2 separate regions of the Mus musculus genome follow, and region 1 is linked to region 2. A link is a contact called in public Micro-C data. All regions are on one chromosome and are shown on one strand. The core of a region is the stretch at or near the end of the contact, and the rest is flanking DNA. Distances in the headings are between cores, read along the strand shown. Region 1 holds the start of Fam83b (family with sequence similarity 83, member B). Region 2 holds the start of Hcrtr2 (hypocretin (orexin) receptor 2).

Region 1 (2,994 bases), core at 236-2,735, 240 kb after region 2:
TGTAATTATATTTTAAAATAATTACAATTAACAATTAATCGTTATACATATGTACATAGATTACTTATTCCACCCCAAGAATGTTGCCAGTTAAGAAGTAAACTCAAAAGCATAATCGCAGAGACATCACTGAGTCAGCACCAGGGGTGTGGTTTGTCTCTGCATCTGTGCAATCCCTTTCACCAACTCTTCAACTGAGCTACTTCCCACAGTAAATTCTGAGCAGCTGCAGTCTCCACCTGCCAGGCTTAAAAAGGAGATCCACCCATCCCCTCAGGCAGGCTCTGCAGGCTGCACCAAACACCCTTGGTAGAAGCATACATCCCTAATGTCCCAGTCCCAAAAGCAAAGGGGTGGAATTAGCAATCTGATGGTGTAGGGACAGCTAGCTACTGTGCTTGGAACTAAGAGTGACAGTAAGTAGAAGACTGACAGATCTCCGCCCCACTTTGCAATCATCATTGGTTCTTTACTTTGGAAAACTCCAAGCTGTTTTCTCTCCTAAGCTCCTCTCATCATCTTCCTCCTTTCCCTGTGGCTTGTCAGCTCTGATTCAGCATCAGTCAGATGTCCTTGGGCCCTTGGGCTTGTTGGGATGAGAAAGGGAAAGAAGGGAGGTGCCTGCCAGTAACCTGGATTTAGGAGGTTGAGTCTGAAAATGGACTGTGGGAAATTATAATCTCGCTTCAACTGCTTGCAACCAGCATGTCTTCTTGTCTCTTGATATGTATTTATTTAGTCTCCACCTCTAGATCAGAGAGACCTTGTAATCTGTAGCCTTATCACACTAACCATAGCCAAAGGGCCGCCGGCATTCCCATAACCTCCCATCTGTCCTAAAAAGCACTATTGTCTTTTTACACACTCATGATCCCAGCAGTAAACACAAGCTCTCCGCTCCCTCGCTCACAGGAAACCCATCAGACAGAACAGGCTTGAAGTCTCCAAGACCCTTCCAGAAGCCACCTCTGTGCTTAAGGTCACAACCTACAGGGGCGGATTCCCAAGGGATCAGAACCATCTGGAGAGCTCAGTGAGGTCACAGACCCAAGGCACCCCAACTGTAATTAATCATCCAGCAGAGAGAAAGTGGATCATAGAAAAACTCTTCCTCTTCAACTTCTGCTTGGTCTTTGAGCTCTCTCTGCAGCCGAGCTCTGGGCTTCCTGGTAACCCAGACCCGTCCATTTCCACCCTCTTCCCTCGCTCTCCCCAGACCCTCTTCCACCTAATCTTCTCTGAGGGTCCTTCTCGCCAGCAGGAAATTCATCAAGCGATCCTGGGGGGGGCGGCGCCTGTTCTCTAGACCGCACCTCCAAAGTCAGAGACATCACTTTCAAAACTTTGTAACTCCCTCTCCCCAAGTCCAAGGAAGAGTCCTGGAGCGCAGCCCCGCACTCTGCAGGCCCCGTCCGGTCCCCGTGCTCCACTCACCCGCCGCCACTGCTGCCGCCGCCGCCGCTGCGAAGGTGGCGCCCAGGAAGCTGGGAGGAGGGAGGCGCACCTGCGCGGGCGGCGGGCGGGAGCTGGCCGCACCTCCCGGGCGGTGCCGAGCGTGTCACCAGGGGGCGGCGAGTTGCAACAGGTCCCGATTCTCTACACAGAGTAGCACACACGGCCCAGCGCCCTGTCTGAACTCAAAATCCCAGCCCTGCACACAGCACTCTTTCTTTTCCTCCTCGCCCGCCGGGCTGGGACGCTGGAGCAAGTCTGGACACCTGCGCGCTGCGAGCAGGGACCCGGAAAAGCCAAGCACACCTGGGAAGAAGGTGGACCTTTGAGCTGGACAGGGGTGCTTTCCGCCTGGCTCTTGGGCTCCAGGATGCACTCTGGAGCCCCAAGCTTTGGAGCAGGGCTGACCCGCAGCCCGTAGCCCACAGCCCGCAGGGCAGGCCCCCTGGCTGGTTTGGAAAAGACAGAGATTGAAAGGTAGTTGAAAGAAAGAATTTCAAAAACCAGCAGCTTGGGTATGGATTTTCGACTGTCTTGATTTACTTGGAAGGAAAGGACAGAGTTGAAAACAGGGATGTCAGCAATACAAGCAGCTCTCTCCTGGGAACAATGGAAGAAGCAGAGACTGAAATTTGATTTGTTTAATTAAATGTATTTATTCACTTTACAACCCAAATATCAGCTCTTCCTCTCCTCCCAGTGCCCCCCTCCCCTCAAGTAAGTCCTCTCCCCATTCCCCTGAGAGGGGAAGCCCCCTTCTGGGTGTCAGGCCACACTGCTGTCATCCCACCACTACCCTACCCACGCTGAACATTAAGTTGCTGCAGGACTAGGCATATCCTCTCCTATGGAGGCCAGACAAGGCTGTCCATTTAAGGGTGTGGGATCCACAGGCAGGCTGGTAGGCAACAAACAGACTAGGATAGCCCCTGTTCTCCTTGTCTGAGGGACCTGCAGGAAGAACAAACTGCTCATCTGCTACACATGTGCAGAGAGCCTAGGTCAAGCCGTGCTCACCCAGGTTAGTGATTCATTCTCTGGGAGATTCCAAGAGTCCAGGTTAGATGACACTCTGTTGGTCTTCCTGTGGGGTCCCTGTCCTCTTCGGGTCCCTCAATCTCAAATGTGGTCTGTCTACACGATGGAATACTGCTCAGCCATTAAAAACATCCTGAATTTCGCAGGCAAATGGATGGAACTAGAAAATATCTCCCTGAGTGAAGTAACCCAGACCGAAAAGGACATGCATAGTATGTAGTCACTTATAAGTGGATATTAGCCATAAAGTACAGATAACCATGCTACAATCCACAGACCCAAAGAAGCCAAAGAACAGGAGAGTTCAGGGAGTCAGTCTCAGAAGGAGAAACCAAATAGAACAAATAGATATTGGAAGTCTATGGAAGGAGGGAACTGCGTGGAAGAGGGGAGTGGGGCAGGAGGAGGATTATGTAGGAAGAGCAGAGGAGAAAGGAAATCAGCTGAGGGACAAGGGGCGGAGACAATCTCTAGGATGTGCCAGTGACCTGGGATGGGGAGAGG
Region 2 (3,045 bases), core at 431-2,930:
AAGATTCTCTTTATTTTTAATCTTAAAAAAAATCAAAAAAGTAAAATATCCTAAAATAACAAAGGGCTAAAGTTCTTGGAGATTTCTAGTCTCATGACTAATATTCTCCCTAATGAGCCCCTCTCAGTCAGGAACTGTCAGCTTATCTACACTGTGACTTCGAAGAGAAGGAAAAAGCATTGGTTGTGATGGATAGCCTGGCGAGTTCTTTACTGCCCTTCATTTCAGTTACAACCTTTGTTTTTTTACTTCCCAGCTTCCCAGCCTCTTTCCTTTCACTCACCTCTCCGCCTTATTGAGAAGGTAGTACTGTCTCCAAACTGCCTGCCTCCTCCTGTCATTTTCAACAGATTTCCTCCACACTGCCCTCTGCATTCGAAAAGCCTCCTGTTCTCCATTCATCAAGGTACATGCTCCTTCCATTCACAATTTAAGCCCTAGCTCTCTGGAGAAGCTCCGTGTCTTGAAAGCGATTCCCCATCCTGTCCTAATAAATCCATCACCGCGGTCCCTATAGTTTCCTTACCCCTCACTTGGTCCCTCAGACATGGTGGTGGGGAGAATAGTAATGAGCGCGCAAGAGAACCTGTGCTCTCACAGACCAAGACAGACTCTGACATTAAGCTTAATCTTGTTGTAAGAAAAAGAATCAGTTGGTAAAAATATTTTTCTGAAACTGATAACAACCACTTGCGCGGTGGTGTGCATTGGTTGAATGAATGAATGCATGCATGTATGCATGAATGAATGCTTGAATGGATGGTGAGAGTGAGCTCCGGGGTACTTTTTAGGATGCTCCTCCTTCCTCCTGCGGCTCCAGGCACCGCTTCTGTTTAATTCTGCTTTTGCGATGGAGCGCGCTCCTCTGTCTGCCTTTGCCTCCACTCTGCCCCTTCGTTACCACTTCTTAACCCGAGCCTAAGCCTCCTTGCTAAAGGACGTGCCACCGAGCTCACGAAGGCCTTATGACTTCATCAGTTTCTGCGGGTGCAAGTCCTCCCCAGTAAACCCACCCAGCCTGCACAAAAGCATTACAGATTCCCCTACACTCAGCAAATCCACCTGGAGGTCCTTGTCCCTCTCCTTGCGCTTGTGTTCTTGGTTCTCAAACAGAAACAGTTTCCCTCTTTTCTCTGCAAACAAACAGAATAATCCTTCTAGAGATCCCTCCTAGTTTGTAAATTCAGAAAACTTAAAAAAAAAATTTATTAGAAACCTCAGCCAAGAGCAGCGACCTCTTTGTTTGCACCCCAGGAGAAGGGAGGGGTCTCCCAGCCTTGCAGCCTGGGCTGAGGGGAGGTGACAACCCTTTTGGAAGGCTGCCGGAGACCAGACTCACCCAGGACGTTCCCGATGAGAGCCACAACGAACACGATGATATACCCTGCGATCAGGACCCACTCATATTCTTTCGGGTGTAGGTATTCCCTCCACAGGTACCGCAGGAATTCCTCGTCGTCATAGTCCGTGGGATTTAAAAACGGCTCTTGAGTTTCATTCAGCTCTGAAGCAGATGACCAGTTGCGACGAGAGAGGGAATCCTCCAGTTTGGTGCTGGACATCACGGACTGGTCCCGTTCGGCTCAGTGCTGCAAGCTTGTCTCCGCCTGCCCCATGAGCACTGAGGATCCGCGGTGGGAAAGGCTGCGCCGCCGCGACTAGGGGCTCTGGAGCCGGGAATGACGTGAAAAGTTCCTGAGCCAATGCCTCCAGAGCCTTGCGCCCGGCAACTTCGGGCTGCTGCTTCAGTGTCTTTGCAGGGGATTTGCACCAGGAGAAGCTGCCTAAGAGCCAGGGAAATGGCAGGGGAGGTTGCAGCAATGATTCTGGAGTAGAGATCCTCCTTGACCTCAGCTCCAGCTCAATCACTCTTCATTCCAGCACTTAGCTTGCAACCCACAGCTGTCCCCAGGGTTGAGGGACAGAGAGATGAAGCTGGAAAATAAAAGTGGGGCGGGAAAGGGTGGGGGGAGTAAAGACAATTACCTTAACCTGTTTCTTTGTGGATTACATGTCCCTTTTCCATCACTTGCCTTCTATTGTACGTGCAATTTCTATACTATACTGGTATGCATAAGCCTGTGGATGTGGCTGGAAGGTCAACGCATGGTTAACGGAAGATCCATTTCTTCGCTTGTCTTAGTGATGCAAACGTAAAAGTAATCATGACCCACTCTAGCCTGGGCCAGGCCTATGCAAAAGTCATTCCATCCAAATATTTTAATATTTAATATAGCCTCGCAGTATTTATCATGTGCCAAGTTGGCAATGGCTGAATTGTTAAGGCATTGCCTGCCACTCCTTATCAAGAACGAGGAGAGGACCATTTTTAATTGAAGGCTGTATTGAATCGGGATGTGCACTTTCAAGGGCAAATGTAACACATCTCAGCAGAACCTACTATTCTGCTACGTGGACATAGTATTAAACTGACTCCTAATGAGTTATTCCAGCAATAGATTAATTAATGCATCCCTTCACCCGCACCAGAGGAGATTCTGTTTGCAGTAGATGACGGTTAATGTGGAAACGCAGAACTGGCCAAGATGCAGAGATTAAGACACTGCATGATGTTTGGCCCTAAAAGGAATACATTATACCATAAGCCCCCCTCCCACAGCTCAGGGATCATTTTGGGAAGAGAAGCCTGGAAGAGCCTAAGAGTCTGAGGCAATCGATGACGGGAAGGAATCAGTGACACTGAATCCAGACTCAGTGTCGTCTGGATACAGTAGAAAAGCTGCACATAGGAACTCACAGTGGTTGTGACAGCATGTTCAGGACCTGTGCAGGTCTAAGCCAGAACAAACCGCAGCATGGGGAGGGGAGCTGGATACAAAGTACCCATCCCTGTTGACAATTGTTAACTCCTGGGAGAGTCCGGTTTTTTGTTTTTATTTTCCCTAAGAGTGTATCCTCTGGTTAAAATCTACCACCCTCCAGTGAAGGTCCCTGCATCCAAGAATATCTGAGTTCAAATTAGCCTTGATGGAATAAAAAAAAGTAACAGGAACACAAAGTTGAGTACGTAGGAAAGGCGAGATT

What was found. A called contact is a pair of places that touch in the nucleus more often than the background predicts.
Region 1: a Micro-C map of embryonic stem cells shows a contact between it and region 2, with 2.8 times the contacts expected there. The contact joins the promoter of Fam83b here to the promoter of Hcrtr2 in region 2. A contact is called at or near these places in 1 of 484 Hi-C or Micro-C datasets (embryonic stem cells), 1 of 115 datasets of contacts at active chromatin or transcription factors (embryonic stem cells) and 1 of 9 other capture datasets (liver).

Annotation. Positions count from the first base shown.
Region 1 is chr9:76,565,630-76,568,623 of GRCm38.p6, forward strand. It overlaps Fam83b (family with sequence similarity 83, member B), which reads right to left and starts at 1,486. Exons shown (of 5, transcript NM_001045518.2): 1 at 1,435-1,486.
Region 2 is chr9:76,321,943-76,324,987 of GRCm38.p6, forward strand. It overlaps Hcrtr2 (hypocretin (orexin) receptor 2), which reads right to left and starts at 1,681. Exons shown (of 8, transcript NM_198962.4): 1 at 1,340-1,681. The coding sequence starts at 1,562.